2 separate regions of the Rattus norvegicus genome follow, and region 1 is linked to region 2. A link is a contact called in public Hi-C data. All regions are on one chromosome and are shown on one strand. Each heading gives the region's core, a stretch centred on a gene start, on an enhancer-like site or on the middle of the called end of the contact. The rest is flanking DNA. Distances are from core to core; before and after follow the strand shown.

The links. A called contact is a pair of places that touch in the nucleus more often than the background predicts.
Region 1: a contact with region 2 is called in a Hi-C map of the A7r5 cell line, with 6 times the contacts expected there. The contact joins the promoter of Mrpl33 here to the promoter of Fosl2 in region 2. A contact is called at or near these places in 3 of 12 Hi-C or Micro-C datasets (the A7r5 cell line, hepatocytes and kidney) and 1 of 1 datasets of contacts at active chromatin or transcription factors (oligodendrocytes).

What each region holds. Positions count from the first base shown.
Region 1 is chr6:30,550,419-30,555,756 of GRCr8, forward strand. Mrpl33 (mitochondrial ribosomal protein L33) reads right to left here and starts at 3,569. Exons shown (of 4, transcript NM_001398587.1): 1 at 3,498-3,569; 2 at 2,893-2,911; 3 at 910-1,016. The coding sequence starts at 3,519.
Region 2 is chr6:30,037,145-30,043,008 of GRCr8, forward strand. It overlaps Fosl2 (FOS like 2, AP-1 transcription factor subunit), which reads right to left and starts at 2,125. Exons shown (of 4, transcript NM_012954.2): 1 at 1,962-2,125. The coding sequence starts at 2,063.

The DNA.
Region 1 (5,338 bases), core at 2,319-4,818, 510 kb after region 2:
ACAATTTGAAGCTGATAGCTGAGCTGGAATATTTTTTAATGCCTCCTCTTCATCCTGAGACAGCCTTTATCTTACTAGGAGGCAACTAAAGAGGGCAGAAGAACTAAACCAAAGCCCAAAAATCTAAAACACCTGTCAGCTTATTTTGCCAGGTCCACCAATTTAGGAGGGTGAGTCTTCACAAACAGTGGAAGGTTTGTAAGTGGACATCTAGCCTTTGGAACGTGGGACATTTAACTTACTGCATTTATTTATTGTGAGTGAATGCGGGAGAGGAACATGTGTGTAGGTCAGAGAACAACCTGCGATTCATTAGTCTCTCCTACATGTAGGCCACACTGATGGCACTTAGGTCACTAGGTTCCCTGGCCTTTATCTGCCAAGCCCTCTCATCAGTCCAAGTATGTCTGTCTCTTAAACAAACTTAAAGTTAGCGTTTATTAAGGAATTTTTGGCAGAAAGCATGATAGAAAACCAAATATCCTATCCCAGTGTACCAACACATACTCTACTTGTTTAACTCATATCTGAATCCTGTGATTGGCCACTGTCAAACACACCCTCCCCTTCGCAAATGGCTGCTGCCTATTCTTCAGATAGCTGATTTCCTACCTTCATGTAACTAACCCTTCTTAGAGCCTCTGCCTGACTATCCCAATGTCCCGATGGCCTTGCTCACAGCACTTACTTACACCATGTCATTTCTTCCCTCCCTCTCAAAGTTCTTGTGTCCTGGTGTACCCGCCCATGGCATAGAAGCTAGCTAGCACCATAACAACATTCAGTACATATCACTGAATGAATGTCATGATTCCAAGGGGGCCACAAAATCCCCAGAGACATTCATTTGGAAAGGAGACAGAAGGTCCTGAGAACATGAGCTGCCAAGACATCACTTCTGAGCCTTACCTATTGGATCATAGTGCAGAAGGGTCAGCTTCTCTCGGAGTCGGCTTCTCTTGTAGTTGAAGGAGAAACCTGTCCCGGCTTGGCTCACCAGTTTTACCAGAATAGTTCTAAGATCAAAAAATACATTGTCACGAGCTCAAAACACATTAGGTAGGCCACCAAGAACACACAGCACACTTTGCTATGGAGTCGTAATGGTTATGATTTTACTCAGCCCTTAGAGGGCCTGTGCCATGACACTGTACATTTCCCAAAAAATTATTTCAATGGCTCTGAATCCCAAAGTCACCTACGATGACCCTGTGACCTCACCAAAACAACAGGCATGATGAAGCCAAATCAGAGACTGGGCCTCTGAGGACATCTCTCACTGGGGGCAGAGGTCTGGTGGGAGAATATACAGGGCGGTAGTCACTGCTGGCCTATAAGGCAACCCTGAAGATGGCTGCCTGCCTTGGGAGAGCCGACTGATAGCAGGAAGGGACAAAATAGAGAGATCTCAAGTTTACAACACTGATGTACAGGCCCTGGGCACCTAAATATTTCATTTAAATTAGTCATCCAAACCAGAAAACTTATTCTTTCTCTCCCTGCCCTTTGAATACTTGTGCTGTTACTTTCTCCTATGTGTGTGTGTCCTCTTTGCCTTGACACATAAGACATTCCTCATGCCATTCCAAAACCTATCTGAAGCACTTGAGACCACACTACAACCATGCAGGGAGGCTCACATCTACAATCCCAGCACCCTGAAGGCTGAGACAGGAGGATTACCTTGAAGACCAACCTTGACTACAGACTGAGATCCTGTCTCAAAACACAAAATAAAGCCAAGAAGGCCACATTACTCCTCAAACAGTGCCCCTGAACCACAATATTTGTTGGTGAAACAAGAAAGACAATGATGCCAGGTCTGGTGGTGCAGGCCAATAGTCCTAACCACTCAGGAGGCTGGAGCAGGAAGTTGGCAAGTTCAAGGCCAGCCTGGGCTACTCAGTGAGGTCTTGTGTAAAAACTTAGAAAAACAAATATGAGGGCTGAAGAGAATTCAGGGAGAGAGCTTTTGCCCAGCATGGCCCTAGGTTCAATCCCCAGTACAGGAGTGGGAGGAGGGGGGTTATGTAATTAACATCATTCATTCATTCATAAAGACTCAACAAATCTCTATAGGGTACTTACTCTGTGAGGAGCCCTATAAGAAGCATAAAACTTAAGTCTGCATCTTCTTGCGGCTAAAACTATGAACAGATGAACTGGCACTTTGGGGAAGGCAAGGCACTGGTCTAGCCTCTGGTTCCAGCTGCCTAATGGTTAGCTCTGCAGTCTTTCTAGTGCCTGGACTGATTTTTATACACAGGCTCTAGGTTTTCATCAAAGCAGAGCTCATCTGTAGATCCCTGCAGAAGACTCCAGGCAAATGGCTCTGCTGGTAGGGCCAAACAGATCACCAGCCCCTAGAGGTTTGTTTAGGAGCAAAACAATGAACTGAAAGGACCCTGAGATGAGACAAGAAGCAAAGCTCCTTTACACAAAGGCTGTGAATACTCACTGGAGTTAGTCACTCCTGGAGACAGGAGGGAGTCAGCACAGTCCTCAACTTACCTCAGTGCAAATGCACTGCTTTGCAAGAGGCCAGATTTCCAACTGCCCCACCGCACCCCTGCCCACCCCCAGGCTAGTAATGGGCACCTCAGCTTCCAGCTAGCCACAAAGGTAGAAGGAAGCACTGATTTGCTAAGTTACGTGTTCTGTGGTTTCGACGTATTAGATGCATCTTCAGCTTATGTATCTGCAATCCAGGACAGAACTGTCAAATGCTAGCACCATCAAAGGAAGAGGCATCTGGACTTTCTTCCCAAGTTGTTCACATCAACCAAATAACTAACCAAATAACCCCAAATCAACTTTTGGGCAATCAAAACCAAACACTGGACCAATCCCACCAGGAATAAGCGAACTTTAAAAACAAAAGCCTTTACTTACTTTGACTTGCTCTTGGCAACTTGTGTGTGTGAAGGTTGAAAGGGAAAAAAAGGGATAAATTTGTTATTTTTTTTCCTTCAAAGTGCTTATCAACATTAGTAAAAACCAAAAACATATACCCCGTTTACACTAAAATAACGTTTTCCTGGATATCAGTCAAACACTGACAATAAAAGCATCCACAATTTTGGATGCTGGGGGGGGGGGCGTGTATAATCAATACAGTTGTCTGTGACCTTAACATCTTTTAAGTAGTATCTGCTCTATTCTCACCCTTCTGTGGCGTAAATATTTGTATTGTAACAAGGCTCTTGTTTGAACTCTCAAACTGTAACAAAGTCGCCTGAGGTGGAAACGAACACTCTAACCAGGACGTCAGCTTGGAGACAGGCAGCCGGATAATACACCACAGCTGCCAGTAGACACTGTCCGGACACCCCCGCAGTGGGCGACAGAGCTCCCACCGCCTCCTCACCAGACTCGGAGGCCCGCCGCGGGGTGGCAGCCGCCCCGCCAGGTCCTCCACCCACCGGGCTCCACCCCGGGACCTGCGAGTCACCGCCTCGGCCCCACGCTGCAGACCCTGCCGCCTGACACCGACTTACAAGAGACGGCAGAAAGCAGCATGGCGTCCGTACCCCTACTCTCACACAGACCCGCCGAAAGAGCTCAACAACTGCTTCCGGGGCATGTGGCGCCGGTTCCGGTAGAAGGCTCAGGAAGTGGACAGAAACCCCGCCCTCCCTGGAGTTCTGACAGTCTCTGACTCCGTGCTTTACTGGTAGTGAGTTTTGTGGTATTATGGGAAGGACGCCCCCACCATACAAAAGATAATACTGCCAGTTATCACAAAACCCAGATCTGCCTGACTCCAAAACCTGCAGCCTTTCCCAGTAGACACTGATCTACCATTTATTTGCCCATCAATTTTTTTACGCCTGTGCAAGGAGCCTTAACTCCACCACCAGGGACCTCATTGGTAACTTCATCTCCCAATTGCTAAGCAGGATTTTAATATTTTTACTGTTGTTGTTTTGCTCGATTTGTGTGTTTATAATAATTCTCCCTATATTATAATTTATTTTTACGTGACTTAGTGTTTTGCTTGCATGCATATTTGTGCACCACTTGTGTACCTGGTGCCTGAGAAGTTCGAAGCATGTGTAGGACCTCCTGGAACCGGAGAGTTATGATGGTCGTGAGCCACCATGTGGGTACTGGGAGGCAAACCCTGGTCCCCTACAAAGGCAACAAATATTTATAGTGGCTTAGCAATCATCTATTTGGCCTCTTGTTGTTGTGGTGGTGGTGGTGGTGGTGGTGGTGGTGGTGGTGGTGGTGGTGGTGGTGGTGGTGGTGGTGGTCATATTTTTAAATATTTAAATATGTACTTAGTGCTAGCCTAGCTTAATCAGAGAGTTCCAGACTCAGTAAAGACCCTGTCTCAAAAAAAAAAAAAATTAAATAGGTGGAGAGGAAGCAACATTGACCTCTGTCCTCCACACATGCACGTATGTTCACATGTGTCAGTTCACATGTATACACACATATAACACAGGAACACAAAAGAGACACCATGTGAGCTACCCCTTGAATGCTTGAATGGGCTGTGAAGGAGACAATTACATTCTCATCCCCTTTGGTACATCTACCTGTTACTTACACCTAACACAGTATTGGCAGCTGGTGAACTGATTAAGATGTTACTAATACAGATGGAATTCCTGATTTGTTTTTTTCTTTTCCACCTGAACTTGCGCATTGAGCCCTCTATCCCTTATAAAGTGCAGAGCAGTAAAGGCAGCCGGAAGGGAAAGAAGCAAGAAGGGGAGCAGAACAAATTCAGCCTCTTTGGAAGCTGGAATGGGGGAGGAAAGAGAGGAGACCACTGTTTAACCTGGATAGAGATGGAGGGAGGGAGAACCCGGGCCTCATCCTGGGTTACACAGAGAGCAGCCTCCCTCATGTTAGTGACATGCACTTAGTGGTGGGGTTTAGACCTCTCTGTGCTGCACTGCACACCATCCAGCCCATTGTCACACTTATGCCAGCCTGACTCATAGTTGGGGCATATAGATAGCTGTTGTTCTTGTCCACCAGATCAGTGGTGTTAGCTCCCTAACCTATCCTGCAGGCCAGGGAACATGGGTTCTAGCAGAGGGGACCCCACAGGAGAAGAGTTCCCTGCAACAGTGATGGTACTCGCTCAGTTACCTCTAGACAGACCAAGGCAATTTCAAAATCAGGTCTCTGCCTCAACAACTTAGGATGAGAGCAAAGAACACCTTGGAGAGTAAGACTGAAAGCTGGGCATAGGCACTGGGTTCAATCTGTATGGAAGGCATCCTCCGACCGACAGTTAACACATCCCCACCATCTAACCCTGCCATCATGATCCAGCCCCACGCCTCATCACTCAGGTCTACTACAGGTCAACGCCACAGAA
Region 2 (5,864 bases), core at 875-3,374:
TTTTGCAGAAAGTCAGAGCAGGGAAGAGAAAGCCCTCCTCCCCTTCCCCATCTCCCACCCACTACATGGGCAAGGAGCAGAGAGGCCAGGCTGAGAGTTGGCTGAAGTGGCCAATGCCTCTGGTTTGAAAGACTTTTTGCTCCTGCCGCTGAGCAGAATGGGCAGCCGGACCTGAGAATCCCATGCACTGGTTGTTGCTAATTGCAAAATCCTCATGTGTTACAGCATGCTAGGAATTAGCCAACAGCTGCTTTTTGCTTGGGTAATGAGGCCCCATTACACACGGCTGGACGGAGCTCTCTTCCTTCATCCGAGCATCGGTTTCCTGTCTGATTTGCTTCCAAAACAGGGAATTGCCTCTGCTTACATCCTGGGCTCAAAGCCCTAGTGACACAGATTATTCAGTAGGGGCACTGATGTCCGGTCTGACTTCATCCAGGCCAGGAGATTGTACTATGTCAGTCAGTGCTCACTGCCTTGGTCTCATTAGTGGAAGAAACAGAAGAAATTCCAGGCTCCTACGATGATTGGGAAGGAGAGGTACCTGGGGTAGGGTTATTGGATTGGAAAGTAGGGGAACAACAGGTATAAATGACTCTAAATCCATTGGTGAATGATGTTTGGATTCAGCCCAAAACACCAACTGCACAGGGACACAAATATAAGCAACTACTTTTGAGATGTGATTTTGTGCTCAGTGGTAAGGGTTCATTGACTGCACCCTCAACGCTTAGACCAGGCTATCCACAGGGGGTGCTTAATAGGTATGGGGGAGGGCGGGTAGAGAGAACACACAGAAAAGCCATTTGTAAGGACTCTTCAGACATGGGACATTACTTTGAGAGATGCCTTTCTCATCAGATTACAAAGAAACCCATATTTCTATATTTCTCAGCTCAGTTCACCCCTCCCTGGAAGACCCCTGACCTCTAAAGGTCAAAGTCAAGGCCATAGCCATTGGCTTATGGAGTAACTCATGCTGCAGCCAGCTTGTCTAGGAACTCCCAATGCTGGCTGAGGTGGGCTTCAGGTGGCAGGGAACCTTGTGTGTGCATGCAATTCCCTCGCAAGTTCTTGTATGCGGTTCCTGCTACACAAGTCAGATACCCCACGGCCCCCCACCGCCCCACCAGTACCTACAGAGACATAGATTACAGGCAAGATCCCTCAGTGCAAACCAGTCTGGCTGCTTTAGAAAAAGAGTTGTTTTTCTACTTCTAAAACCACTCAGGAGCCCAAGTGATGTCTCTCTCTCCCACTTCTCTCTGACAGCTTCTTTGCCCCAGTACCCCCAAGCCCCTCAAGGATCTGCTCCGGGGGAAATACAGGCTCCTGCCCAACCCTTACCGGAAGCTGGAGGGGGGGTATCACAGAAGGTGTCAAGAGCCAATCAAAGCCAGCTTCTTCCTTACTGACCTTCGCACCTAATTCCCAGAGGCAACCCTCGTCCTCACTCCCAATCACTTGAAGGAGCCCAGCCTTGTTTCTGAGCCCCCAAGCCTTTTCAGAAAACAGCTAAGATCGAAGAATAACAGAAGAAAGAAGGGTTAAAAAGCCTTCCCCCGCAGGGTCCTTTCGGTTGGGAGGGGCTTAGAGGGTGCAAAGATTTTCTTGCCTATCCACTACCTAGAAAGAGGAAGGTGAAAAGGAAGGCAGAGCGGCTCGGAAGGAGGCAACAGGCTTCCCGGAGGGGACCTGCAGTATCATGAGCTTTTCTGGAAAATTAAGTAAGAAAAGGGGGAGAGGGTGTCGTTGGCTCTCCAAGCCCACTCTCCGCTTGTTTAAAAAAAGTGGAGGGGAGGGGCGGAACAGAACAAAACCCCACAACTTACAGCGGTGACCCCTAAGTATTTTTCTAGCTTAGCGAGGAAAGGGAAAAGACGGAGGTTGGGGGTGGAGGCACTGGGAGCGAGAAGAGGGAGTCTGCCCGCGCCGCCAGGTGCACCCCGGCCCGCACGTACCTGCTGGCCGCCGCCACCGCTGGAGTAGGACTCGGCGTGCGCAGGAGAGCCACTGCTGCCCCGGGACGAGGTGTCAAAGTTCCCGGGATAATCCTGGTACATGATCCGCGGTGGGGGCCGGAGAGGAAACAGGGTGGTTTTCTTCCCCGCCCTCGCCGCGGCCGCGCACAGTTTGCTGCGCGCTCGCTGGTCCACCGGCCCGGCCGCGGACTGGGCTTTTCGCTCCCGGGCTGTCCACCCAACCCAGGCAGACAGGAGGCAGCGACACTCGGGAAATGACCCCCCGATCGCCGCGCACCGCACTTCGTTTCTGCTCTGCAAGCTCCGCGGAACCGGTTGTCCACCGGGTCCCTCCCTCTAAAAAGTCGGCGCGTCCCTCGGTCCCTCCCCTGCGCGCGCCCTTCCGCCCCCGCGCGCAGCCCGAGCTCTGCCCGGACCTACGGGTTGGAGAAAAATGGGCAACGCAAAAAAGACTAGGAGCTCTGCGGGTGTCGCTTGGCAGCTCTGGGGGACTCCCTCTCCGATCTCCCAGGGCGCCAAAAGGGCGAAAAAGAAAAGCTGCCGGTTGGGAGAAACTTCTGTTTCCTCCTTTTAGAAAAGGAGCCCAAGAATAAACTTCCTGTGGCCAACTCGCCGCCTGAGTTTCCCGGCGACTCGGACACTTGACTTAGGACAAGGCGATGAGCGCCGGTCCAGCGGCCCCGATCGCGCCGGTGGGACAGCGCCCGTGGGGTTCCAGGCTGAGCGGTGCTGAGAGGGACGTGGCTCCGCGTCGCAGTGACCTGCACCCGGTGCCTGCTCTGGGACCGGCCAGTCTCACGCGTCTCGCCTCGCTTCGCCCTCCCCTCTCTCTCCCCCTCTTTCTTGCGCGCTCTCTCTCTCTGTCCCTGCCGAGCGCCGCTCGCTGTCTCTCTCCGAGCCCCTGCGCTCTGCCCGAGATGAGTCACTACAATGGCACGAGTTCAACTCCACACTCTTTATTCTCCAGCCCCGCACCATGTGGATCCACTCACGTCAACTGTAGACTCCACCTTGCTGGGAGGAGCGCTCGAGGCGGCGGGGGAGGAGGCCCGGGACAAGGAGGAGGAGGAAGAGGAGCGGGAGGGGAGGAGGCGGGCGCGGCGCTCCCCTCCCGGCCCTGCTCGCGGTCGCGCTGACGCCAGCCGCACACCCCGCGCAAGGAAGGCGGGCGGCGGGGAGGGTGGGAGCGGGCGGCCCCCGCACTACGGGGGCGCCGAAGCCGCCCGCGTTCTTGCAGATCTCCTCCACCCCCCTGGGGCGCAGCGCCCTTGGTCTGTTCCATTGGCGCACGTTGCCAAAGATGGTCATTTGCGTTAGAGGACGCGAGTGCGGGTTTCCTCGCATTCGGGTGACGTGGAGGGAGAGGGATTCCCTCGCCTGCTCCTGAGTGCGCTCTGGCCTCCCTACCTCCCCCCCCAACCTCCACCCCAAAAGGAAGGGGCGCGGGGCGGGGCCCCGAAAGCGGCCGCGCGGGCCTGGGCTCTGGGTTTTAGAAAAAAAAAAAAAAAATCGCAGCCTGAAGACCAGACGGGCGGCTCAGTGCGGCGCCACCGCGAGGCCGAGAGCCCAGCGCGCAGAGCCGCTCGCGGGGAGGGCGCGGCCGTGCGCAGTCGTCCGCACCCTCAGCGGCGCCGCCCGGTGCAGCGGGCGTCCTGGACGCACCGGGCACCCGCGCCACCCTGCGGCCGGGTCTTGGCGGGGTGCGGCACGGCGCCGCCAGGCGGGGCAGGCCTGCCCATTTTTCACTCAGAGCCTGCCTGCCCACTGCTTCCCCTTTGAGTGTGTGTGTGTGTGTGTGTGTGTGTGTGTGTGTACTTTTTTCTTTTCTGTTTATTTATTTATTTTTGTTTTGGCCTTCCAATTAATTTGCTAAAAGTAATATTGAAGACGAAATTAGCTAGCGAGACACTCTGGGAGTCCTCTGTGCTAGATAATTAGGACGCATCTAATAGTAGTAAGCAGGCCTTAAAAGCAAATCGGGTTAAAAAAAAAACTGGGGGCCGAGAGGTGTGCCCCAAGTTGCCTTGAGCTGTTTTGGAGCAAAGTTCAGGGCGCGCGTGGCCGGACTCCAGGCTCTTCCCGCCTTGCTGGGTGGGGTGGCACTCAGGGTAAAGAGCGCAGGCCTTGGAGTATGAACGCCTGGCTATGCTATTTACGAGCTGTGAGATCTTGGGCGAGTCTAGAGTCTCAGTTTCCTCCTCTTTATAATGAAAGGTTTGGGGCAAGACGACCTTCTAAAGCTTTGTCTGCTCCGGATAGCCAATCATCCCCAGAGAAGGTACAATGTGTACAGCTAAGTGCTGTACCAGGAGTTGAAGAACTCTTTTCTTTTGGGGTAGGGTCTCAGGATTGCACAGGGTGTCCTAAAACTCGCTCTATAGCAAAGATAAGCCTCCACCTCCCGAGCGCCGGGATTACAAGCGTGAAACAACGCTGTTCAGCTATCCTTAAGCAGTGCATCTGAATCCTTAAACTTTTGAGGAGTGAATAGGAAGATGGGTTGTTAGGATTCTGCTGAGGATGTTAAAGCGCTATGCATCTTCCACATCACATCTCAGGTCCTCAGTTTCCTTATCTGTGAAGTGGGGGCGTTACTAGGAAAGAAAAATAAAAGCCGGGAACTCGAAGCTTTCCCGGGGCTCTATATAAAGCGCCGGCGTTTCCGGGACGGCTGGCGGCATCTGGCAGCCCCAAGGGCCCCAAGATACGGTAATCCCAAACAATACTCGGGGTCATTGTTTACAGTTATAAAACACATTCTGTCCTGAGCTCCATCCCCAAGGACTTGTGCGCGTGGGGAGCCGAGGTGGCCAGACTTCGCATTTCTGCAGCTGCCCTTACAGCAGAATGTGCAGCTCTGCTGACTGGCGAACGTGGTGTGGGGCAGGCGTCCACGCAAGCACGCACCAGCCGTGGGTGACTGGCCCATTCCGCCCCCTCCTTCATCCCTGCGTCCTGGCCTGCCTGAGTGTTTACGCGCCTCTCTCAGCAGGACTGAGTAAATGCAGCCGTTTGACGCAAAACGGATCAGCCCTTCTCCAGCAGCAGCAGCAAAACCCAGAAAACTGGAGGTGGGGACGGGGGCAGGGCACAGGAAAAAAAAATCGTGACACTTTCCCACTCGCCTCGCCCGGTACTGTGCGGGTCCTCGATCGCCCTAGAGAAATCTTGGAGGGTTGGGGTGAGCAAATGGGGGCGCGGCCGGGGTGCGCAGGGGCCTCCCCTAGGAACCGCGTGTCACAGCAGCAGGAATAGACGCACTTTTGGTTTTCCTTCGAGCCGCACGGGCTGTCCAGCCCTCCCCCAGCCCGCATTCAATAATCGTGAGCTTCTGGGTCTCTCCCACACAGTCCTTCCAGTAACGCGGGGCGGGGGTGGGGGATGGAGGGGGAAGGGGAACAGGAGCTTCCTCCAAGGCCTCCGCCATCCCGGGCGCGCCCAGCCACTAGCAGGCGCCGCCGGGAGCGCGCCTTCGGGCCAGCGCAACCTCGCGCCCTCGCCCGCCCCCGCCCGGACCCGCTTCCCCGGTCCTTTCCTTTCTTGTGGCTTCCCGTAAAGCCCAGCAGCCCCCAGACGTCTGCAGAGCATCACGGAATCTGTGCTGATGCAAGTCGCCGGCCTCCCTTTGGTGCGCCCCGGCCCGCCTGAGAGCGCTTTGATCCCTGCCTGGCCCTGCTCCGGAACGTGAGCTGGTTTCCCGTGCCAGCCTGAAGAGGAGACCTAAGTTCCACAGTCCAGGCCACCTTTCAGTCCTGTGGCACCAGAGGCAGAGCTGCCCCAGCAAGTGGCCTCCCTGGGTTCAGTGGATGCTTGAAGTTTGACCTATCTAAACTAAGTTCAGCGGCGGCGCCTACGTGGGAAGACATCCCCGGGGCACGCGGT